Regions from separate parts of the Mus musculus genome. Here regions 1, 2, 3, 4 and 5 are each linked to region 6. Evidence: chromatin contacts called from public ChIA-PET, HiChIP or PLAC-seq and promoter capture Hi-C data. All regions are on one chromosome and are shown on one strand. Each heading gives the region's core, a stretch centred on a gene start, on an enhancer-like site or on the middle of the called end of the contact. The rest is flanking DNA. Distances are from core to core; before and after follow the strand shown.

Region 1 (4,285 bases), core at 1,035-3,534, 210 kb after region 6:
AAGCCAATGCTGTGGAGGACTCATGGATGCAAGGTAAGCCTTTCAGCCAAAGGCTGGGTTGTTCCCAGCCGAGCAGTGTGAGTGGTGGCTTGAGGGGAAGGGGGGAAGAGTTGAAGAATGGAGGAGGAAGTTGACCAAAGTGCTAAACACTTCCATCAGCCTGGATGGGTAAATGAGTACAGGAGAAAAGGGAGAGGGAAAAAAAGAGAGAAATAGAAGCAATTGGGTGCAAAATGAAAATGATATAAGATGCGCACTGGAAGCCAGGTGGTGGCTCACACCTTTAATCCCAGCACTCAGGAGGCAGAGGCAGGCTGATCTCTGAGTTCCAGGCCAGCCAGGAAGAAACCCTGTCTCAAAAAAAAAAAAAAAAAAAAAAAAACAAGAGATGGGAGCAGACAGGAAAGAGGAGGAGGAGACAGAAGTTACAATGGGATACTAGGCAAGCAGAAGAGGATACTGGTTGGGCCCTTCGTCCCAGTCAGAGATCCAGCATTTTCTTCTCAAGACAGGGTTTCTCTGTGTAGCTTTGGCTGCCTGGAACTCGCTCTGTAGACCAGGCTGGCCTCGAACTCACAGAGATCAGATGACTGCCTTTGCTACCCGATTGCTGGGACTAAAGGCACGTGCTGCCACTACTTGGCTTTGCTTGTCTTCTTACCTCACTGTGCCCCTGGGGGCATCAGCCATAGTTTTCAGGCAAGAATTCTAACTGCCAAGAGATTAAATAACTTGCCAAAGGGACTGGACCGACATCCATGGAGTTGCTGGGAGTGGTTAGTGAGGAGACAAGCCAAAAAGCAGGGGCCTCCACAGTAACCAGAACTAAGGTAGCTGATGATATTTAGCAGAAGTCCATGCATTAAAAAACAAAAACCAAACAACAACCACCACAAAACCACCTGGGCTGGTGACCCATGCCTTTAATCTGAGCACTCAGGAGTCAAAGACAGACAGATCTCTACATAGTGAGTCCCAGGCCAGTTAAGGCTACAGTGTATCACTCTGTCTCGCAAAAATAAAGTCAGAAAAGGAAACAGGACCAAGTAGAAAGCTAACAGCTGAAGCTACGGTTTAATGAGGAAAAGTAACCAGAGGCCAAGTGAAGCAGAGTCGGGAGAGAGCACTACGGAGCCTGGAGCCTGGAGCCTGGAGCCTGGAGCCTGGAGCCTGGAGCCTGGAGCCTGGAGCCTGGAGCCTGGAGCCTGGAGCCTGGAGCCTGGAGCCTGGAGCCTGGGAAGGATTGGCTCTGCAAGGATCTCTGTGGAAGAGAACAGTGAGCTGCTACAGCATATCCAAGCAACTATACCCCCGAATCAGTCCAGAGTACAAAGTTCCAGGAACACGTTCTTTTCAGCATACATCGGCCCACAGCCTCCAATCCAATCGAGGACCTTGGGCGCAGGTGTCTGGTAGGTTTATCTGATGTACAAACTATTCTGGCAACAGCTAAGTCTTAAGCTCAGGAAGAGGAGACACTAAGGAGCGGTTGTGTGGGGAAGAGGGAGCAGTGTTCAGATCTAATGTACCATGCCTCGTGTGGGTCTCTTTATGTTGCTGGACGAGGCTTTTTGTTTTCTGTTTTGTGTTTGTTTGTTTGTTTGTTTGTTTGTAGACAGGTTTTCTCTGGCTGTTCTGGAACTCGCTCTGGAGACCTGGCTGACCTCAAATTATTATTATTATTTATTTTTTTATTTTTGTTTTTTTTGAGACAGGGTTTCTCTGTATAGCCCTGGCTGTCCTGGAACTCACTTTGTAGACCAGGCTGGCCTCGAACTCAGAAATCTGCCTGCCTCTGCCTCCCGAGTGCTGGGATTAAAGGCGTGCGCCACCACGCCCGGCTATTTTTTTTTAATGTATGCTATTTTCAGCTTTATTCTGATACAAAAACTTTGAATTTTTTGTTCTCGAGCCACCACGCGTGGAATAATTCTGACAGGCTGCTTTCCGGAGATCGGAACCAGCACCGCGGTTTAAGAGTTTCGGTCTCCAGCTGAGCCTGTCTCCAGCGGGACTGCAGTACTCCAAGTGTCCACTAGGGCGCCTTCCTGGCGTCCCTCCGAATGCCTCTGCAACTTTCCTTTCTGGGTTAAACGCGGGTCTTAATGTGCCTTCCTCAGATGGAAAAACTGAGGAGGCACAGCGTGGGGCAGAGATTCGTAGAAACCAAGAGAAAAGCGTTGACCCTCAGGGGCGACGAGCCAAACTTGAACCATCTTCGCCTTCCAGGCCGGCGTTACACACGGGGCGGGGCCTTGGGAGGAAGTCCCGCCCCACGCACGCCACCCTTCCGCTTTTGGCCCTGCTGCTGGTGTCCGCCGCGTCCTGGTCGCGTGTTGAAAATGGCTGCATCCGGCGACCCTGGCAGTGCTGAAAGTTACCGTTCTCCGCTGGCGGCCCGCTACGCCAGCCGCGAGATGTGTTTCTTGTTCAGCGACAGGTACAAGTTCCAGACGTGGCGGCAGCTGTGGCTGTGGCTGGCGGAGGCCGAACAGGTAACTGGCCGGGCCTCTTGTCCCGAGGGAGGTCACGGCCCGAGCACCTGTTGCCTCGGCAACAGTCCCAGAGCCCTGCACATCCTTTGGAGGACTTCGGTTTGGGCAAGGCTATGTGTGTTTGCGTCCTCCCACAGCGCATTTCAAGTGGAATGCTACTTATACCTTTGCAGGCTCAGGGGGAAAGGCGCTTCCCGCCAAGCTATCCGACATGAGTTTGAGCCGGGTTCAGCATGGTGAGAAAGGCGAAACCTGACTTCTATTAGTTGTCCTTCGACTTCTGTGCGCTCACACATGCACACACACACACACACACACACAGAAAACAAGTAGATTATTCTTTTAAAAAGTACGTTGCAAACTTGATGGTCATTTTTCGCATGAGCACGAGGAGGGCATAACCACCACGAAATGCACCCTTAGGATTGTTATGCCGGGCTGGTTGTTGTAGTTCATGGGCATCACAGCTAGGTCGGCCTGTTGGTTGCTTTCTGCCTTTGGGAAAGCTTATTTGGTGCCTTCAAAATTGTTTCTTGTGTTCTTGCCTTCTTGTCCTCTCGTCCCTCCTCCCTCCCTCCCTTCCTCCTCCCTCCTCCTTCTTTTTCTTCCTCCTCCTCCTCTTCTTCTTCCTCTCTCTCTCTCTCTCTCTCTCTCTCTCTCTGCCTTTCTCTGTCTCTACTACCGTTGCCAGTGTCTCCTTAGCTTGTAAGTGCCCTCAAGCTGAAACTGAAGTGTAAGGTTTATCTGGTCTACAAATTGCTTGACGCATACACAGCTGTGAATATGGATCATCTGTTAGAGCACCAACTTAGTAGCGAGAGGCAGATGTGATACTTAGCATGAAAGGATTATTTTTCTGTGTAGTTCTGTGGCTGCATGTGGATATGGGCTTGTGTGAGTGCAGGCGCCACTGGAGGTCAGATGATGCTGTGGAACTGGGGTTACAGGTGCTTTTGAGCAGCCACGTGAGTGCTGGGAACCAGAGTCAGGTCTCTGCAGGAGCAATGAGGACTCTTATTTGCTGAACCATCTCCCCAGCACATGTGTTAACACCCCCACCCCACCCCCAGCATTTGGGAAGCAGGGGCAGGTGAGTTTCTGTGAGTTTGAGGCCTACCTCCTACCTCATCTATATAGCGTGTTCCAGGCCAGCCAGAACAGCACACTGAGACCTTGGCTCAAACACACACACACACACACACATACACACACACACACACACACAAACCCCACGCATGACTGGTGAAGTTGGGGAAGTGATGAGGAGCTGAAGAGACACTTCAGTGGGTCAGAGCATTGGCTGCTCTTCCAGAGACCTCTTCCTTTCCCAGCAGCCATGGGGCCGCCGCACACAGCCATCTGCAACTTCAGTTCCAGGGGATCTGATGCCTTCTCTGGCACACATGATATTAAAAAAAAAGGAACGACAGATTAGGAGTAATACTTAAGATTCCGGTATGGGAAGTGTGTATTTGTATGGGTGTGTGCGTGGTGGGGGCTCACAGCTGGCTGACAGCTCTGTGGAAGAGGTTCTCTCCTTCCGCCTCTGCAGGAGTTCCGAGAGTGGAGCTCCGTTTTCCAGGCTTCCCTTGCAACTGCTTACAGCAGCTGAGCCAGCTCTCTGGCTGCTAAGTTTCCTTTTGAAGACAGTGTTCGATTTGAAGTCAGGATCTTTCTGCTTCTCCTTCCCAAGTGCTGGGGGTTGTGGCCTGTAGCACTAAGCCTAGCTTTAAGGGTCTGTTACTTTTGGTCACTGTAAGTACATCAGAGTGGGTGCAAAGCCAACATAC
Region 2 (4,288 bases), core at 1,421-3,920, 170 kb after region 6:
CAGTGGACCTCAATGATGGAAGGGCTGCCATCTGTGGCCACACAAGAAGCCACCATGCACAAAAACGGTGAGAGAGCAGCCTCATGTTAGTAGCAGAATCTTCTGATCCCTACTCAGGCCTTGACCAAGTATTCTGCATGTTTTGTTGGCTTTTGTATGTGTGTGTGTGTTTCCTTTTTGAGACTGGGTCTTTCTCTGAATTCTAGGCTGGCCTGGAACTCCCAGAAACCTCCTACCTCAGCCTCCACAGTGAAGACATTAAGGCATGTCCTACCACACTTTTAAGGCAATATCTCAGGCAGGCTTAGTATATAATCCCACCACTAAGGAGGCAGAGGCAGGTGGATCTCTCTGAGTTCAAGTCAAGCAAATTCCAGACCAATATAAAGAGACCCTGTCCCCCAAAAAATGTTATTTAGTTAAGTAAAAGAATAACTGCACTGTCTTGTAGCCCATACTGCCTTGAACTCAACAAGTTTTGTTGCCTTCATCTCCTATGTCCTGAGATTAACAGTGTATACTACCATGCCTTCTTTTATGATTTTTTTAACTCTTATGTGTATGCATATTTTGTGTATGTCTGTGCACCACATGCATGCAATACCCTCAGAGACCGAGAGAGGGTGTTGGACTGCTGGGAACTGCAGTTAAGCACCATGTGGGTGCTGGGAAGCAAACCTATGTTCTATAGAAGAGCAGCCAGTGCTCTTAAGTACTGAGCCATCTCTATAGCCCTCCCTTTTGTGAATTTTTATTTATTTATTTTTTAAGCACAAATCTTTAGCTTTTGGTAATGAGTCTCTTGGTTATTTTCCCTAAGTCTTATGATCACCTATCAGAGGAAGGTTTGGCTTAATTCATCTTTCAAGGCATTTAAAGGGTTCTAATTAAGGCTGGCATAACGTCCCACTTCCCATGGGATTGAGAATAGTTATTGTGCACCCATAAGATTAAAGCCCTATTTAAGTGTCTTAAGAGAACATGGGAGGCAGAGGCAGGCTGATTTCTGAGTTCGAGGCCAGCCTGGTCTACAAAGTGAGTTCCAGGACAGCCAGGGCTACACAGAGAAACCCTGTCTCAAAAAAACAAAAAACAAAAAAAAAGAGAGAGAGAGAACAGAATCCTCTTGCTGAGGTGTTGGTTGGTTTGGTTAGCTGAGAATTTGTGGTCCGTGCTAATCTCAAATTCTTGGCTCTGTGCTTTTTGGGAGCTCAGAGATCAGTATCAGATTTTTGAAAACTCCTGCCCTGACCTGGGTATTGTTGTACATGCAAGTTAAAAACCAGCATAAGCTATACTTAGTTCAAGGTTGTATTGGAAGATGTAGTGAAACCCTGTCTCAGAAAAAGAAGAAAGATTCCCTAAGCTTCAAAAGATTGCTAGTAGATGAGAATTCTTTTTTTGTTTGTTTTTTGTTTTTGTTTTTTCGAGACAGGGTTTCTCTGTATAGCCCTGGCTGTCCTGGAACTCACTCTGTAGACCAGGATGGCCTCGAACTCAGAAATCTGCCTGCCTCTGCCTCCCAAGTGCTGGGATTAAAGGCATGTGCCACCATGCCCGGCATAGATGAGAATTCTTAAGGTTTAAACTTTGTTCAGAGCCCCTTGTTCTCTGTGAGTTAGTGTCCCTCCAGACAGCATCTGAGTCATACTGGATTAGCCTTGCCTGTCCATCATTTCCTTTCAGAGCTTCTTCATTTCCCTAGAAAACAGATAAGAAGTCTAGACCTTCTTCCAGCCTTCAATGCAATGCTTGTTTCATTTGTCAATATTTCATTTGGATTCAGAGTTGTCTCCATGAGAATCAATATAGATAAGTGTCTGGTGTTCCTGCTGCAGAGCCTCAGCAGTCTTAACCCAGCCAGCTCATTCAGGTTTCTGTTATAAACCCTCTTTAATAAGCCCATTATAAAACTTCTTTAATAACCCCCATGCAGAGACTGGGAAAGAAGCCACCCAGAGCTCTCTGCCTGTCCCATTAAGCATGATCAAAATCAAGAATAATTTACTGAAATTATAAAGGCTGTTTTATGGACTGAGTAACCCTAGTCTTGGGTCATCCATAGCTCTGGGCACTTTAATAACTTCCTCAGGCTAGTGATTTGCCAGGTCTGGATAATAAATATAAATAAAATGGCATGCTAAAAGATACCTCAGTACAGTATCCTCTTTCCTTATCAGAAAATGTAGATCATGTTTTCCCATTTCCTTGGCAGTCAATCCCCAAGATAATTGAGCATTTCATTCTGCACTACCTCACTGTGCTGTACCTCAGGGTGTGAGCCACACTGTCCACAGAAAAGCAAATGTCCTCTTAGAGGATGGAGACACTAATAATATTCCCTTAGTCTAAACCAAACAGATTGCTTACTCAGTATTTATATAAGCATTTTATTATCCTGAAAATCATTCTATGTGCTCATGATTCACCACTCTAAGACTATGCTCAAATTAAAGTAAAAAAATTATGGCTATTTTTTACTTAATGAACGTTAAGCTTTCAACTTTTCCTCCATGAAAATGCTTCAAGGAGCTACTAACAAAGCCACAGGAATACCCTTGGGAACACAGTGACAGAGGATTTTCTCTTTTCTGTATGTGAGGCCCTGGGCTCAGAAATGCAGTTCATTGCTGGCGTGCTGGCAAAGACCTTGTGCAGGAATTCCACTTCATTGCCTTGGAATTTAAAGCAGTTGTAGATGGCTTTCTCTCCAGTGGACTCTGCACACTGCCAATTCCAGATAACCCAAGCTCAACCAGCCTTTAAGAGCTGGGTTAAGAAGCATCAATAGAAAGATCACTTAAAACTGTCCAAGACTCTAAATTTGTTCAGTTCTTCTCATTTTTTACTTTTGAATAATTAGCTTAGAAATCTCTTAGATACTGTGCTTTGTACTTTTGTATATGTTTCACTGGTTTTATAGGACTATAGAATTTCAGATTGAAAGGGCTTTTCTAGAATGAGAACACTCGTGTGGGCTTAGGTGAGAAATGGAGAAGCTCAGAGAGGTGAGCCGAGTCATCACGGCCGTGCTTTTATTAATGGTTGCCCAAAGTTCTTTATTCCTGTGTGGGTGGGTGGTTTTTAGTTTGCTTGTATGTCTGTGCACATGTGCATGCCTATTCCCAACACAGGTCATAAGAGGGCATCAGACCCCCTGGAACTGGTGTTTCAGACAGCTGGAAGCTGCCATGTAGGTGTTGGAATCAAACCTGGGCCCTCTGAAAAACAGCCAGTGGTCTGAACTTCTGAGCCAACTCTCTACCCCTGGCGCTCTCTCTTAGTCAATTATTTCTTTCTTTTCTCAGGCGCTATAGTGGCCCCTGGTAAGACCCGAGGAGGTTCACCATACAACCAGTTTGATATAATCCCAGGTGACACACTGGGTGGCCATACGGGTCCTGCTGGTGATAGCTGGTTACCTGCCAAATCTCCACCGACTAATAAAATCGGAAGTAAATCCAGCAATGCCAGTTGGCCTCCAGGTATTGTTCATAAACTGCCTTTCCTAGAATAGTTCAATGACATTCAGGCTCTGAACACACCTCTTGTACAGCTCACTGTACTGAGGAAGGCCCATGCTTTCTTTTCTGCATTTAGTAGTTATTGTCTGATAAAGGTAAGGCCTGAACCTTGAAACGTGTGCCACGAGAAAAGTAAAGTTCTTCAAGAAATGGGAGTTAAGGAGAAAGGAGGTGGCCTTGTAGCTAGGCTTTGGCATTTATCCTGTATGTAGAGTTCCTTGGAAGATTAGCTCTTTTAAAGTGGCATTGAATTGATTGACACGCTCATTAGTCAGATCTGTCGTTTATCTATCTCCCCAGGTACAGTGATGAGTTTGGTAAGATTCATCTCTCTCTCGTTCTCCCTTCCTTGCTCTCTCCTTCCTCTGTCCCCTCCCTCTGTCTCTGTATTCTGTTTTCATTATAGAAAATTTAATAAAAGTCAGTAATTATCCTTCTCTTCACATATAATTCTGACATAAATGTATATAACTACATTTTATTAGAGTGAAATGAAATAATGCCTCTTGTTCATATAATACAATTATACATATAATACAATCTTCTCAACACAATTAGAGGTTAATATTACATGTAGCTTTAAATATAGCTTCAACCAATCAGTAAACACAGGATAAGCCTTCATATATAGTCTAGGTTTTCTCACGAGCAGTTAAATTATTCCCAACTATCCCCAGACAGACTGAGAAATAATGGTCACTTATTATATTTCATTTTATTATGGCCTTGCTTCCTTAGGCCATACCTACTTTTCCTTACAACCT
Region 3 (3,724 bases), core at 890-3,389, 150 kb after region 6:
ATGGCATAGGTGGTCAACAAAGTCTGGGGACCAAAGTGATGTTTCACTCGATTAAATGTTACAAGCATCACTAGCAGTGACATTTAAACTGGGTCTTGAAGAGAAAGTTTAAATTTTCTATGCATGGCCACATTAAAGAGGCCTTCCAAATCACAGAAGCCTCTCACTGGTGCGATAATAGCTGGCACTTGGCATGAGAAAAGGTTTGAGTGAATGATTAGTGTGAACAGGTTGGTAGAGATGTGTGTATTTATCAATGGGATGGGAAGCAAATAGACAAGGAGTGGAATGTGGCAAAAACGATGTTTGCACCTTTCAGAAGTTTGGATCCTGTACTGTAGGCCCACTTTGTAAGCTTGTTCATTACTATGATCTGGGCAGCAGTTAGTGGGATAAATTAATGTGTGCATGTACAGTGCCCATGGATGCCAGAGGAGGGCATCGGATCCTCTTGAACTTGAATTACCAACCACCAGGATCTTTGTGCTGGGAACCGAACCCCAGCTGCATGTGTCCATCTCCATCCTGTCTGTTCCATCTTGCCCTTCCACCCCAACCTTACTGGGTTGTTTTTGTGTGGTGGTTACTGTAGACAATAGAATGTTAAGCAAGTTTTTTCAGGGATGGCAGAAAAGTCTGAGAGATGACACTGGAAGTAAGATGGAGTATGTTTACATGGTGGAGTGACCAGAGCTTCAGAGAGCAGGGCTAGCCCAAGGGCACAAGCAAAGCAGTGGCACTTGGAAAGATTGCCTCCTATCTTTGTTTGACATCCCATCCTCCCTCTGAAACACCTAGGTCACTTGGCTCTTGATCGAGCACCTTACAGTGGTTCTCTGCCTTTCTCCCACCTCTCAGCACTGATCATCAGACTGTCCTGGTGCTCAGTTCTCATCCCTTTCACAGCATACAGCCACCACTAGGTGACCTCATCTGCCTCAGTGCCCTTAATATTGAGAGTTACAAAATTGTGCCTGCTGTCAACATGTTCTTTTCAGTGTCATATACTGCTAGATATGTTCAGATTTAAAAACAAAACAAGGGCTGGCAAGATGGCTCAGTGGTTAAGAGTGCTGACTGCTCTTCCGAAGGTCCGGAGTTCAAATCCCAGCAACCACATGGTGGCTCACAACCATCCATAATGAAATCTGATGCCCTCTTCTGGAGTGTCTGAAGACAGCTACAGTGTACACACATATAATAATAATAATAATAAAATTCCAGTTAGACATGCTCCTATTCTGTAGTTGTTCACACCAAAGACCCACAAGCTAAAGTATGATCCTCCTGCATCACAGCCACATTCAGTTCAGGAAATTTTCCCTTCAGAACTGGAGTTATCTTTGGGAAACCTTGATAAGCTCCTTGAGAATCTCAAGGGCACACATCTGCATGTGCAAACACACACACACACACACACACACACACGTTTTTTTAAAAAAAAAAATCTTGATCCAGGCTCTGACTGTTATCACTACTGATGTAGTTCCTAAATCCCTAGAAGGCTACCATCATAGTGTAGGGCCTTCTTGTGTCTGCCCCATTCTTCTTCATTCAGGTGTTGATGTCTGTAGACTGAGTCACACTTGTCCTCTTCATAGCCACATTGTCCACTCTGGTAGCTATTAGCAGAGGAACACTTGAAATTTAGCTATTATTTCATCATCATTAAATTTAAGTAGATGCACCTAGCTTGTGTCTGCTTAGGCATGACAGAAAGATCTGTGAAGCTCTGCTGTAAAACATACAGTACACCATGATGTCCCTTGGCTGCAGATCCTCTCCTGGCTTGCTCACCCACCTACAGTGCAGTGTTTACTGCCATTTTTAGGGTTCTTGGTGATCTCACCCAGCTTATACCTTATGTCTCTCCAACCAAGTGACCCCAAAACCCCAGTCGTATTTAGACCGCTGTTGTCTGGGGCTGCCAAGCGGCATGACCTTTACTTCCTCGGCTCTGTGCTTCAGAGCGCCTTAGCCAGCTAAGCTCTGAAGCTTACAGTGCTTCCCCACTACTCTTGCCATCTTACCCTCCGGAAGTTTCCTTGTCTTTCCTTCCTCCTCCGCCCCTTGAGTCAAGTTTCACAGCCACAGGGGTGACCACAGCTGTGTTGCGCACATCCCGTTGACGTTGTGCATGTGCAGGCATGCTGTTCATCTCTGTACCCACCACTGTTAACACTGTGTTTTCCTCTGTTGCCAAGTAGTCTTCTCACCCTCTCCTTTGGTTCTTGGGATGGAACCCGGGGTGTGCTCGGTACATAAAGTGAGCTGTGCCCCAGCCCATATTGATCATTCTTCTGGTTTCTCATTCTTTGTTTGTAGGGTTTTGTTTTATTATGAAACAGGGTCTTACTATAACCCAGGCTAGCCTTAAAATCATCTAGATCCTCTTTCTTTTCTGTCTCTCCAGTGCTGGGATTAAAGGAATATACCACCACACCTGGCAATGTTAATTATTATCAGAAACTTGTTTCATTAAATACATTTACCTTGATTTACTTAACACTCTCTTCCCCTTTTATTGGATATTAAATTGTTTCTAATTTTTTGCTAAATTTGCAGAGAAAGTCTTATACAAAAACCTTCATCAATATTAGGTTTTGTTTCTGTGGCATGCATCCTGGCTTAAACTGAGCCTTCCGCCTTGGCCTCCTTATTGGGGACCCACGTGTGGTCCTACCTTATTTCTAAACCTAGTTGTCCAGAGTGAAGTGTTAGAGAATTTTTTTCTAAAGCATAAACACTGAAACTTAACATTTAACATTTATTACAAGGCTAGGAATGTCATTCAATGATAGAAAAGTCATGTTTGAGACCCTAGGTTCTTTTTCCAACACAGCCAGGAAAAAAAAAGGAAGGAAGAGTTGTTAAAGCCTTTGTTTCTACTGTTGCTTTCCCTCCACTCACTGGAGGATTCAGAAAGTAAGATTCTGGTGGCTTTTGTCATCCCTTTAAATTTCTGCCATTTTCCACCTGCATTGCTTTGTTAAAAGCCATATTGATTGCTTCAAGATACTCACTTTCTCCAGCCCAGCTGGAGACTGAGGGCTTTTAAGCCTGCATAATTAACTCTCCATAATAGGAATATGCAAACCTGCACTTTAATTACTTTGCATCCTAGGTTTGAGCAGCCATTTGCCAGGAGCATAGGGGCGTTACTCCTTTTGTAATTCTTGTAAGGAGCCGCTGTATCTGCAGCCTGAAGAAGCAAGGGTAAATAGAAAGACCTCCTGGGTATTGACTTAGAGTCTAAAACTGTCAGCTTAAGGGGCATGTGCACTGGTGCAGTGTAAATATAAGAATGCCTGCCAGGTGGCGCACGCCTTTAATCCCAGCACTTGGGAGGCAGAGGCAGGCAGATTTCTGAGTTCGAAGCCAGCCTGGTCTACAGAGTCAGTTCCAGAACAGCCAGGGCTACACAGAGAAACCCTGTCTCGAAAAACCAAAAAAAAAAAAAAAAAAAAAGAATGCTGCCTTGTGTTGGTGTCCTTTTCTATATCCAGACATCTTTAAATATGTGTGGTTAATTTTGCCTTTTTTTATTTCAGACAATGAAATTATACAGTATATATGAAACAATTCACAAAGCCAGGGCTTTAATCCCAGCACTCAGGAGGCAAACAGATCTCTGAGTTCTAAGCCAGCCTGGTCTACAGAGCAAGTTCCAGGACAGCCAGGGCTACACAGAGAAGCCCTCTCTCAAGGGGACAAAAAGGAAGAA
Region 4 (3,802 bases), core at 577-3,076, 230 kb after region 6:
TATGTGAAGAGACCATGTTAAAACATGAAAACTGAGCCGGGCAGTGGTGGCACACACCATTAATCCCAGCACTTGGGAGGCAGAGGCAGGTGGATTTCTGAGTTCGAGACCAGCCTGGTCTACAAAGTGAGTTCCAGGACAGCCAGGGCTACACAGAGAAACCCTGTCTCGAAAACAAACAAACAAACAAACAAACAAACAACAACAACAACAAAAACAAACAAAAATCAAAAAAACAAAAACCACACGCAAAAACTGAGGGGCTAGAGTTGGCTCAGTGATTTAGTGATTAAGAGCACTTGTTGCTTTAACAGAGGACCTGAGTTCAATCCCAGCTTCCACGTGGTGACTCAGGACCATCTGTAACTCCAGTTCTAGCCTCCTCAAGCGCCAGGCACCATGGTACATGTATACTCATGTGGGCAAAGCACTAATACACATACAATAAAACACATGCATCTTTCAATTTTTAATGTGTGTGCTGGGGATGAGTCACACAAATTAAAAGGGTGCTGTGACTGAAAAGACAAACAGACTACTTAGGTAATCAACACAGATTCCATGTTACCACTTCCTAGCTCCTGTTATTTCCATCCGGGTCCTTCTCTAAACACTTCCGTCAGAAAGTCAGCCGTGCCTGTTTGCTAGCAGTCACCACCGTGGGGCTTTTTTGACTGTTGGCGTTCCCTCATAGAAGGAGGGACTGAAGAGGGCAACTGTCTGCCCCTTCCCACCCCAGACTTGAGATTACAGCTGCTCCTCACAGCCATTGGAGGCAGTTCTACCCTAATTGCACATGACCTCAAAAATCTCTGGATGCGCCGGGTCATATATGCTTCAGGGGCTCCATGTCCTCCTGAGCTGTGGGGAAGCCATATTCCATTTCGGGTGAAGACGGCAGTATGGCTGCATGTTACCCATGCTCCTGTATGCAATCTATCATCTATGCTCTGTAAGTAAGCCTAACAGATTCATTGGCTCTCCAGGTTGAACTTTGCTGAGATCGTACTTCGATTCGTCATTGGCACCTTATAAGGATCTGGTAAATATTTAAGTCTCTCAGGGAAGGAATTTTTGAAACAAATGAGAATAACATTCATTCTGCATTCAGCCCATTCCTGTGCTTGGGTGATGTGAAAAACCTGCTAATGTGCTTTGTAAGCTGTTTATTGTACGGCCAGGTCATGACTGAGTCCACCTTGCGGTTTGTAGAGTTTGCTTCATTGACCTGGGCACAAGTACGAACCAACACTTCAAACCGGTGTTGGTCGCAGTCAGTGTCTTTTCAGATTTGGCTGAGATGTCCCTTTAATGCTGTTGATAGCCTTTCTGAAATGAGGGAGGGGGGGGGGGCGGGTTCAGATTAGATTCCTTGCCAGCAGTGACAGTGTCAGCTGCCATCTTTCTGGATTGTTCTTTGGTGCTGTGTTTAAACGTTTTCCATACACATTGAGTTCTCACGGAAACCGTAAGTTCCGGGTTTTTATGGATGCGCAAAATGTTACGAGTGACTCAAAAGCAGGTGCTCAGGTTCCACACACCGCTTCCTTCTTAGTCATGACCTCAATCAATTACTGCTTTCCCCAGGGCCTGTGACTGATGGAAAACTAGATTAATCTGGTCTAGAAGCCAGCTCTGTGAGCCTGAAAGAGAAGACCAGTTTCTGGACTTGTGCACTGACTCCATCCTGACTGCTCCCAAACAACCACGAGTTGCTTGCATCACAGACCGGGTGCCTGGGGTACCTACCTCTAAAGGACGCCTGGAACCTGGGATGGGCCAGTCTTCCCGCGAAACTACAGCCCCCAGCATGCCCCACGGCCACCGGCTCTGCGGCCCGCGCGTGCGCAGAAGGGCAGCAGTGCGCGCCGACTAGGAGGCAGCTGCTAGCCTGACCTGCCGAGGTGCTGAGGTGGCCGCGAGACAGGTGAGCGGTGCGCGAGTCTCCGAGTCTCCGGGCCGGCGAGGGGGACGCTCACCTGCCTCTTGAGTGGAGGCCGCGGGGTACGGGCTGAGGGGAAGGCGGCGGGGAAGGCGCCGCCTCAGGCGGGGGCGGCGAGCCGCCGCGGCGTGGCTGCTCCCACGGCGACCCGGGACGCGCGTGACAGTGACAGACCCACCCCCTCCGGCGGCTCCCGGCGACCCGGAGGAACTGCGCCTGACGCAGCGGCGGGCGTCTCGGCAGGTGGCAACTCTCCCTCAGAGCCGACTTAGCTGTTCCCCTGGAAGACTCGGGTTCAGTGCCTAGGCCGAGTGTTAGCAGCGGGGAAACTGAGGCGGACGTGTAGGCAGGGGTCGCCTCGTGTGCTTCCGGTTAGAGGTCCTGAAATTACCCTGAGATTTAGGTGTGGGTCCCGACTGCTTTCATAGGGCAGTAATAGGAAATACAGATGCTTTAAAGTTTCCTTGTCAGTGACAGATTGTGCCGTGTCTTCCCGTCTCATGATGCATAGGAAATTTATGATGGGCTATGGTGGGTTTGTTTTTGTTTTTGTTTAGGTTTTTGTTGGTGTTGGTGGTGAGTTTTTAGAGATGACAGGGGAGTGGGTATTATCTGTCTGTCTGTCTGTCTGTCTGTCTATCCGGTTCCTTAAAAGAAATCTTTCTAGGTAAATTCATGTTTGTAGCCCAGGCTGGCCTCAGACTCCGAGCTCTGCCTGCTTCTGCTTTCCAAGTGCCGAACTGAAGGTGTGCGCTCTCAAGCCTCCAAATTCACATCTTCAACCGGACTACTTTTCAGTTTCATCTTTTTTTCTTTGTAGCTTTTCTGACTGTGCTGGTGACTGAGTTTTCAGGCACGCACAGTTCCTGGTTCTTTTCCCCCTTAAGCCCTCTGTTAGCCTCCAGCTTTCTTCTGACTCCAAGCATTAATGATCAGTTTCCCATACTCTGTTCCCCGTGACCTATGTGTGTGCTGCTGCTGCTGCTACTGTTGTTGTTGATTATTCCATATGGAACCCAGGGCCTCCCTCCACTACTGAGCTGTCCCCAAATCCTTAATGTAGCTTCTTCATCATTATCTCATCTTGGTTTTTTGGTTGATTGGTTGATTGGTTTTAAACTTTTAAAATTTAATTTTTTTAAATGTGTGTGTGTTCATGAGTGCATGACCTGCAAAGGTCAGAAGATGGCTTTAGATCCCCAGGAGTTAGAACAGCGGTGAGATTGTTATGGGTTCTGAGAACCAAATTTGACTTCTCTGCTAGAGCAGTATTCATTCTTAACCGTAGAGCTATGGCTCCACCCCTGATTGTTGCTGGTGTTGTTTGTCCCTGGCTAGCCCGAAGCTTTCTGTGTAGACTAGGCTGGTCTTCAGTGATCTTTCTGTTTCTCTGACTCGTAGATGTTGGGATTAAAGCATGTGTCAACACATCCAACTCCCTGTCCTTTTTAACCACAGATATGTGTGGTCTATGGTAGAGGGGAGGTGTTTTGGCTGGTGTATATGACCCCTGGATCAACATTAATTTAATAAGACTGTGGGGAGTCCTGGATGTGGCTTGGGTACAGTGCTGGTTGACAAAAGTAAACCTTTTGTTTAGTTCCTAGCAAGAAGAAGGTTGTGAGCAAGTAGTTGCCACCACATAAAAATGTGTTCACCCTCTTTCTTTGTGAATTTGGGAACTTGTCACATTGACAGACGGATGAACTGGGGTAGCATGTCATGGAAGTGAGGGAAGTTCTGAGAAAGAGACTGAGGAGAACTCTGCTGTTGCAGGGCTGTCTTCCTGTGCCTGGAGGGACTGCAAGAGCATCCTGCTGGCTCAGAGTCAGACAAAATGTTCTCTGTTTGTGTTTTCTC
Region 5 (3,684 bases), core at 397-2,896, 170 kb before region 6:
CTCACTGTGGTCTGTTACCCCGGTTTCAGGAGACCTAGCACTCTTCTGGTCTCCATGGGCATTGCATTCCCATTACTAAGGATGCAAATTACTTCTTCTAGCCCATTTGATGAATATTTACTGAGCACCTACTATGACCAAAGTAATGTGCCAGTTCTATACCAGGCTCCTTCTTCCCTGTTTCAATTAAAATGCATAATCAGGCAGGCATGGTAGTACACATCTATAGCCCAGCATTGGGGCTGGCTGGACCCAAATCTTGAGGCTGCAGCTGGAAGTCAAAGAGTTCTAGGCATAGCCTGGGCTACAGCACAGAAGAAAACATGTCTCAAAAAAAAAGTGAGAGATTATAATGAGAAAAGGGTTTTTAAAATATAAATCTTCAAGCCCAGTGGTGGTAGTACACTCCTTTAATCTCAGCACTCAGAGGTAGTGCAGGTACATCTCTGAGTTTGAGGCCAGCCTGGTCTACAGAGCAAGTTCCGGGAAACTCTATCTTGCAAACCAAAAACTAAAATAAAATAACTTTTTAGTAAAGTTTATCATTTAAAGAAGCAATGAGATACCGCCTCAGAAGTCAGGAATGAAGTCTAAGTTATACTCTTAGAACTTCAAATTGAATCAAATGGGGAAAAAACTATGCAGAGATTCATGCCGGAGGTATCCCGAAATGTCCCTCTTCTCCTTGGATCCAGCCTCCAAACTCTAAAGGCCTTGCTTAGCCAGTTGAAATGCGTCTCCTTTTTGTGCAAGAGATACAAGAACAAAGAGAAAGGAAGAGAGACTTCAACGGGCTGCAGGTGGTGTGGGGGCAGGGAGAGTTAGAAATATGGAGGTGAGAACTGGGGAAGTTGAGGGAGATGATGATTCTTAAATTGTCAGAGAGCCTTGGGTCCAGCTTGCTCAAGAGAACGTGAAGTCCCACGGGTCCAAGGAAAGATCTGCACTCTTGACCATAGCAAGCCTGGACTTAGAACCCCTGGCTTATCGGCTAGTTAACCCCCATAGTGTGTGTCTGTGTCGTGTGTCTGTGTCACTAACAGAACTCCTGGCTTAGAGAGCCTCCCACTGTTTTCTTCCTTCTCTCTTGGGTCAAGATTTGTATCACAAGCTAAGAGTTATGTAAATGGGTTGGCTACACTTAGCAAGCGGTTTCTCTGAGATTTTAACATCATGATTGACCAGGGAAGACTTTAACTTTTTCCCAGTGGCCTTTGCATTTCTCCGGATGGAATGATGTGAAAACAGGCTTTTTCCTTGAGGCCAGCAGCAGCTTGTTACCGGATCATATCCAAACTCAGAAGTTTTCTTGTGTGAATGTGAGCGTTGGGGGCAGGCGTGTTTTCAGAAGTTTTCGTATGTGTATGTGAGCGTTGGGGGCAGGCGGGTTTTGTTAAAACTGAAACGAATAGGAGCAGGCATGTTTCGGTGAACCTCCTGCGTTTTGGTTCAACTCTAGCAGCTAGAAAACAAAACCACATAATCTGAGGCTCACGCCCAGCTCTGCGCAGCAGGGTGTCTGCTAGTTCCTGTGTGGTTTGCCTGCAGACTGGCTGGGGGGGAGCTTGGAGGAGGGCAAGGGGCAGGGAGGAGGAAGCTGTATTGATGGATCTGGGGCTTGCGACCTGCTTCAGTGTGGTGCTCAGAAACCAGCACAAGGCAGACCTGTAGGCTGAGGCGGCGCGGTAAACTTGACATTTGAATGCATCTTCCCACTGGCAAAAGGCAATTCTAATAACTCGTTGTCAAAGCCGAGATACACGCTCAACTCAACCTCTTCGCGTCCCAAAGGTAAGTCATGCGTCGTGGGTGCACGCCCTCTGGAAACCTTGAGCGCTTTTAAGATTCTGTTCTCTGTAAGCCAAATCTAATGAAAGCTAGTCCTACTGGTTTTCTGAACTTTGCTGGCAATACTTCAGCCATCAGCCTAGGCTTCTTATCTAGTTGGCTTACGTTAGTAGGGATTGGATTCAACTTCTGTCAAACGAACTAGAGAAAACTTGGTCTTTACTGGGCCCATGGGGGAAAAAACGGCAGTTCTACTAACTGGCTTCAGAGCGATCTCTGGGAAAGACCTTGGATGTTGAGGTCCCAGAGGGGGAAAAAAAAATCCCCCTTCAATAGTGAAGTCGGGGAGTGGCAGGTGGTAGGGAATTGAGCCCAGACTCTGAGGACTTGCTCAATTTTTTCACCAACTCCAAACTGCTAGTTCTGGCGGCATTTGCTCTCTTTACGAAGAACACTGGTCTGAGTTCCTTTAATAAGAGAAAACTTCCCGTGGGAAGACATGAGGAGAGGGTGTTGTCTATCTTTGTCTCTTTATTAATAGTTGTGTGGCATCTTTAAAGACCATCTCTGGTTTCTGCTCTTGTCCCCATCTGTTTCAGAACCTGAGAAAGGAATGCAAAGACCAGGTTTTCACTGACTTAACCATGACTGCATCCACTTAACCTCAAGTGCAGCCTTGTTAATAAGGCATATGGAACACTTTGTATATCATTAGAAGTACTCATCCAGAGATAGACTAAGGGGGGCTACTTGGTCTCCAAACCACCGCAGGGATAAGGCAGTGATGAGCACACATTGTTGGAGGGTGAGAAACTTCAGTGGAAGAGCCTTGCATATGGGTCCATTTATTATAAACTGCTAATTTGTTATAGGGTCCCTTTTTTTTTCTTCTTCATTTTTGATTTCAGAAAGAACGTTTAGTTTAACCTGGTCTCTTTTAGTGAATCAACATGGCCTACAAAGCTTGATATTCATAGTATAATTTTAGAGAGGCCCTCTTGAAAGAAGCAGCCACTATTAAGTAGTGTCTCCCTCTCCCCCCCCCCACCCCCCCACCAAGGCAGGGTTTCTCTGTGTAGCCCTGTCTGCCCTGTCTGTGTAGCATAGGCTGGCCTCGAACTCACAGAGATCCTCCTGCAAGTAGTATATTTCGATGCCAAGTTTTTAAAAAACTTCTAACTTATTCCCTTTTTAAGAATTTTTTTGTGTTTGTGTTCTGGTTTTCTGTAAAAGGAGGCAGCCCCACATCACTGAAGAAAACTACCCTATTAAACTCAACCCCAGAGAGTCTCCCACATAGTAAACTGTAATCTTATTCTCCCTAAATTGTAATAGCTTTCATCTTTTAAAAATGGCTTTACTGAAGCTGAGGGGAAGGAGGTGATCGATCAATTCAATATAAAGAAATGCCTTTGCTTCTAACAATAGCTTCCACGTCTCAGGCCTTCATTGTTTTATACCTACCCCAGAGGGACACCATAAGAATAAAAGAGTTAACATAAATACCATGTACCTTAGGGAAAGGCGCTGTGAAAACGCATGATGGGTCCATTATTATTTCTCTAAATCTTAATCATTTTCCTTCTCGTCTCTTGTACAAAACGCATCTCTCCTGCTGCCCAGAGCCTGCTCTTTTGGAACCATTGCCTTCTGGAAGAGCTGCCAGTGATTTCCATGTGTCTGTTGATTCCCAAAGAATAACACCTGCTGCTGTTGGCAGCTTAAAGAGCTCAGGCCTGAACTTGAACAAAAAAAAAAAAAAAAAATATGTGCCCCTTTTCCTGGCTCTAGAAAAGTCTATAATTGTTCACAAATATGTCATTAAGTGTGATTCCATCAGCGTTTCTTAACTGAGCAACAGTTGCTGCTGGGTGAGTCCAAGAGACAGCACCTGCA
Region 6 (3,984 bases), core at 672-3,171:
CCCTCTCTCTCCCCTCTCCCCATCTCCCCCTCTTCCCCCTCTCCCCCTCCCCCTCTTTCCCTTCTCTCTCCTCTCCTCTCTCTCCTCACCTCTCTCCCCCCTCTCCCCCTCTCCCCTGTCTCTCCCCTCCCCTCCTCCCTTCTCCCCTTCCCTCCCCTCCCCTCCCCTCTCTTCTCTTCTCTTACCTCCTTTTTTGAGAAAAGAATCTCACTATGTAGCCCTGGCTGGACAAGAACTCACTGTGTAGAACAGGCTGGCCTGTAATTCAGAGATCTGCCTGCTTTACTCGTGAGTGCTGGAATCAAAGGTGTAGACCACACACATGGCCTTGTTGTTGGTATCTTTTAATAAACTAATAAATTTATAATAATTCATACTTTTAAATGTTTGGTATGATATGTCTTGGTAATTTTAATAACATAAAATCACTTTGGAGTCCTCTAATTTTTGGAATGAAGTGAGATCCTCCGATGAATAGGTTTGAGAACTACGTTTTAAATTCTATCATTTTCAGTTGGAATCAGTTTTTCTTTCTGACGGTGTCATAGGTTGCCCCTCCACTTTCTGTACGTTCTGTGAACTTCTGTGTGATGTGAGTGGCAGGCTGTGTATTTGGTGAGATTTTTTTTCATGGTTATTTGCCTCGTTATCATCCATATCAATGTCCAGTTCACTGGTTTATCTCAGAGGCAGTGTACATTTAACAACTTGCCAACAATTGGGCACGGTGGCATATACCCATAATCCAGGTACTCCAGAGTCTGAGACAGGAGGATCACAATGAGTTAGAGGCCAATATGGGCTATGTGAGACCTGCCTCTCAAAAAACAAAAAACAAAACCAAGGGAACAGGATGTAGCCCAGCTGGTAGATTGCTTACATATCCTGAACAAAGTGCACACACAGAGCCTTGTATGATGTGGCTCTTGCTGTAATCTCAGCATTGGAAAGCAAATGACAAGAGAATGATGTGACTTTGAAGGTCAGCCTGGTGCATGCAGCAAACCTTGCCTCAAGGAACTCAAATAAACAGAATTAATGATGAGGGTGAGCACAGTTGCTTGTGTTTAGGTTGTCAGAAGGCAGTCCTGTTTTCTCAAGCCCTTTGCTTAAGAATTGACCAACTGTCCTGGAGGTAGCCTAGAACACATACAATTGAACAAACAGGCTTAGTAGCCCAAGGTGGGATACCTGTTTTTCTCATCATTCCTGCTTGAGACTGTCCCCTACACCAAGCAGTCTTTCCGGATTTTCCCAGATAGTAGAGTAAAACTGAGGTTTTAAAGCCAGAGTTTTATAGCCAGGTGTGGGAGGCAGAGGCAGGTGGATCTTTGTGGGTCTAGAACAGCTTGTTTTACATAGCAGGTTCTAGGCTTCTTCTGTACCAGTCCCAAGGTGCCCTCTACTACTGTAAGTTCCATGGGGATAGCATGCTGCCCTGATATACTATAGGGGTTTTTTTTGTTTTTTTTGTTTTTTGTTTGTTTGTTTTTAAAGAGATGTGTGAGTAGAATCCTTACATGAGTTAAGTCAGAATATTGTATTGAGTTGAGTTTATTTTTCCTTAAAAATGTGTGTCGATCACATAAGGATTTATTGAGAATGTCTCTTGGGCAGACTCTGTATTTAATAATACTAATGAAGTATTAAGTGATCCCTCTGATGCAGACTCTCTTAGTTACTGTCCTATTGCTGTGAAGAGACACCAACCACAACCAAGGCTGACAAAATAAAGCATTTAGGTGGGGCTTGCTTACAGATTCAGAAGTTTGTCCCATTGTCATCATGTCAAGGAGCATGGTGGCACACAGGCAGACGTGGTGCTGGAAAAGTAACTGAGAGGTCTACCTACATCCTGATCTAGAGGCATGGACCTGACTGCGACCTTTGAAACTTCAAAGCCCGCCTGTCTCCAGGTGACACATCTACAAGGCCACACCTTCTAATCTTTCTCAAGCAATGCCACTCCCTGATGACTAAGCATTCAGATCTATGAGCCTATGGGGACATTCTTATTGAAAGTGTAACACATGCCAGACCTCAGAGAGCTTATAAGCAGTAGTCCACACAGAAGGAAGCCTGGGGAGGAGTGCATGTACAGTTTACTAGCTCAGAAGGAGGACACATTGAGATTGCCTGTGAGGTAAGATGGTGTCAGGGATTTCACAGAAAAGATTGCCTAACCTGCGTCTGTCTTCAAGTTGAGAAGTTTGGCCTGTGGGTACTTCTAAGAGGAAATAGCTTGCACAAAGGCACATGAAACCACTGTGGGTGCTCTAGGGAAATTGAATACAGTGTAGCTTTGTAAGATAAAACAGGAGAACTCAGCAGGTACTAGGCCAGGTATAGCATGGAGTAGAGATTATATTTTCTTACTCAAGAGTTTGTACTTTCTAAATATCATTCTTATGTTAAAGGTAGTGGGTATTGAGGCTAAGAAAACCAAATTCTAAAAACTAGTGAAACTAGTTAAAATGGATGAAGTCAAAGTCGGTGGCAGCAGACATATGTAAGAAGAACACACTGATTAGAATTGATAGGCTTTGGTGCTAGGAAGGAGCTGATGATGTCAGATTTCTGATCTGAGGGGGTGATGTTGTTTCGGATGAGGTAGAGGGGAAACACCTGTTGGGGACAGGATGTTTGAGTTGTAGTTGCACTGAGTCTTAGGCACCGGTGGCACAGGAGGTAGCAAAGGCTGTTGGCGTAGGCAGCAATGCATCTGATTCTGGCTGGTAAGAACGCTCAGCACTGGCTTTGGGGATCGTCAGCACAGAGGTGGTAGTTACATTTGTGAACAAAAGATAGGGACATTGGAACTACAAATGCAAGCTGCGTTAGGAAGTTGAGGCAGGAAGACCACAAATTCAAGGCCAGCCTAGATTATATAGTGACACCCTCACTCAAATTAAAAGAAAAAAACTTCCAGGACAGCCAGGGCTACACAGAAAAACTCTTGTTTCGGAAAACAAAAACAAAAATGAAGTCCTGGGTTCAGTCCCCAGCAACTGGGAGGTTAGAAGCAAGAGGATCAGAAACTGAAGGTCCCTGATGGAGAGCAGGCCAGACTGAGTCATGCGAAACCCTATCTCAGAAAATAAACCAAGCAAATATGTAGTTACAGAAATGTGTGCTGTTGCCTTTTGCTGTTGTTTTGGTGGTTTTATTTGGCTGTTTTTTGTTTGTTGCTTGTACAATGTTGGAGTATAGTATATTCCTTAACAGTCTGCATTCCAAGATGATACTAGAGAAATGCTGGTGACAGCAGGGAGAACTAAGGAGGGTCGTGAGGGAAGAGACTGAGTGATCAAGGGCTTTTTTTCTGTGCTGCTTGAATTTTTAAACTGAGAATTAAAATGAATCACACTGAATAGTTAAGTTTGAAAATTAAAACCCTGTCACATCAGAGGTGATACTAGAAAAGTAAGTGTCATTTGTTGAATATATATGCCTTTCAGCTTGCCATATTCTCTAGGAAACACTTAGCTGTAATTACATTGTGTGAGTTTCGTTAAATACTTGACTGTAGTCTATTTCAGTTTGGCAAAACCTGGGGATGGATGAGTCTAAGGTCTTCAGAATCTCATTCTAAGTCCCAAGATTACTCTGGTTGTTCCGTAAGAGAGTAGAGGGGACTGCTGGGGTTGGTGGCTGACCACCCTAACACTGCATGACCAGGTGGTAGGATTAGATTACTTCTGAGCATTTAAAAATAGTCATTTGAAGGCATTTTCCTGGTATTCATCTCTTAGAAGAAAAATACTGCTGTAGATAACGTAAGCTTTTAGAATAATCAGTGTCTATGCTTATCTTCAATATGCCAGTACTTGGTTCAGAGCAAGAAAGAAGCTTTTTTTTTTTTTTTTTTTTTTTGAGAAACCCAGTTTGAGAATACCTGGAAGCCAGGCCTGATCGAGCACCCAGGTAATCTCAGCTACTTGGGAGACTAAGGTGGCACAGTCACTTGATCCTAGTAGTGCAGAG

Evidence for each region. ChIA-PET counts read pairs in DNA pulled down with a chosen protein or histone mark. HiChIP or PLAC-seq counts read pairs in DNA pulled down with a chosen protein or histone mark. Capture Hi-C pulls out chosen DNA fragments and counts their contacts.
Region 1: a contact with region 6 is called in an RNA polymerase II ChIA-PET map of effector CD8 T cells, with 29 read pairs. The contact joins the promoter of Adsl here to the enhancer-like site in region 6. A contact is called at or near these places in 8 of 39 promoter capture datasets (the C10 cell line, the HPC-7 cell line, hematopoietic stem and progenitor cells and 4 more), 1 of 15 datasets of contacts at CTCF or cohesin (pro-B cells), 13 of 484 Hi-C or Micro-C datasets (B cells, the Ba/F3 cell line, CD4 T cells and 6 more), 14 of 115 datasets of contacts at active chromatin or transcription factors (the 230-238 cell line, CD8 T cells, the HPC-7 cell line and 10 more) and 2 of 9 other capture datasets (adipose tissue and macrophages).
Region 2: a promoter capture Hi-C map of adipose tissue shows a contact between it and region 6. The contact joins two enhancer-like sites. A contact is called at or near these places in 2 of 39 promoter capture datasets (pre-B cells and stem cell-derived epiblast-like cells), 2 of 484 Hi-C or Micro-C datasets (bone marrow-derived macrophages and nephron progenitors), 5 of 115 datasets of contacts at active chromatin or transcription factors (the 230-238 cell line, embryonic stem cells, memory CD8 T cells and 2 more) and 3 of 9 other capture datasets (adipose tissue, liver and pancreatic islet).
Region 3: a contact with region 6 is called in an RNA polymerase II ChIA-PET map of effector CD8 T cells, with 47 read pairs. The contact joins two enhancer-like sites. A contact is called at or near these places in 5 of 39 promoter capture datasets (the 3T3-L1 cell line, 3T3-L1-derived adipocytes, hippocampal neurons and 1 more), 4 of 484 Hi-C or Micro-C datasets (the Ba/F3 cell line, CD4 T cells, bone marrow-derived macrophages and 1 more), 8 of 115 datasets of contacts at active chromatin or transcription factors (CD8 T cells, double positive thymocytes, effector CD8 T cells and 4 more) and 3 of 9 other capture datasets (adipose tissue, liver and pancreatic islet).
Region 4: a contact with region 6 is called in an HNF4G HiChIP or PLAC-seq map of pancreatic cancer cells. The contact joins the promoter of Sgsm3 here to the enhancer-like site in region 6. A contact is called at or near these places in 2 of 39 promoter capture datasets (macrophages and neutrophils), 4 of 115 datasets of contacts at active chromatin or transcription factors (effector CD8 T cells, embryonic stem cells, pancreatic cancer cells and 1 more) and 2 of 9 other capture datasets (adipose tissue and embryonic stem cells).
Region 5: a contact with region 6 is called in a Foxp3 HiChIP or PLAC-seq map of regulatory T cells, with 6 times the contacts expected there. The contact joins the promoter of Grap2 here to the enhancer-like site in region 6. A contact is called at or near these places in 1 of 39 promoter capture datasets (macrophages), 1 of 484 Hi-C or Micro-C datasets (stem cell-derived cardiac mesoderm) and 3 of 115 datasets of contacts at active chromatin or transcription factors (CD8 T cells, pancreatic cancer cells and regulatory T cells).

Annotation. Positions count from the first base shown.
Region 1 is chr15:80,946,206-80,950,490 of GRCm38.p6, forward strand. It overlaps Adsl (adenylosuccinate lyase), which reads left to right and starts at 2,285. Exons shown (of 13, transcript NM_009634.6): 1 at 2,285-2,495. The coding sequence starts at 2,343.
Region 2 is chr15:80,913,376-80,917,663 of GRCm38.p6, forward strand. It overlaps Tnrc6b (trinucleotide repeat containing 6b), which reads left to right. Exons shown (of 25, transcript NM_144812.3): 18 at 1-67; 19 at 3,309-3,485. Among named protein-coding and RNA genes, the nearest start is that of Mir5113, 25 kb to the right of the region's middle. Within about 2 kb of position 2,671, at least 33 of the 459 cell types and tissues checked have an H3K27ac peak or open chromatin away from gene starts, as enhancers often do. A contact at or near this core is called in adipose tissue, where this site is marked.
Region 3 is chr15:80,894,907-80,898,630 of GRCm38.p6, forward strand. The region is part of intron 14 of Tnrc6b (trinucleotide repeat containing 6b); the gene reads left to right. Among named protein-coding and RNA genes, the nearest start is that of Mir5113, 43 kb to the right of the region's middle. Within about 2 kb of position 2,140, at least 73 of the 459 cell types and tissues checked have an H3K27ac peak or open chromatin away from gene starts, as enhancers often do. A contact at or near this core is called in CD8 T cells, double positive thymocytes, effector CD8 T cells and 3 more, where this site is marked.
Region 4 is chr15:80,975,939-80,979,740 of GRCm38.p6, forward strand. Sgsm3 (small G protein signaling modulator 3) reads left to right here and starts at 1,827. Exons shown (of 22, transcript NM_134091.2): 1 at 1,827-1,927.
Region 5 is chr15:80,570,951-80,574,634 of GRCm38.p6, forward strand. It overlaps Grap2 (GRB2-related adaptor protein 2), which reads left to right and starts at 1,647. Exons shown (of 8, transcript NM_001289442.1): 1 at 1,647-1,791.
Region 6 is chr15:80,741,145-80,745,128 of GRCm38.p6, forward strand. The region is part of intron 1 of Tnrc6b (trinucleotide repeat containing 6b); the gene reads left to right. Among named protein-coding and RNA genes, the nearest start is that of Tnrc6b, 32 kb to the left of the region's middle. Within about 2 kb of position 1,922, at least 108 of the 459 cell types and tissues checked have an H3K27ac peak or open chromatin away from gene starts, as enhancers often do. A contact at or near this core is called in B cells, CD8 T cells, the G1E-ER4 cell line and 12 more, where this site is marked.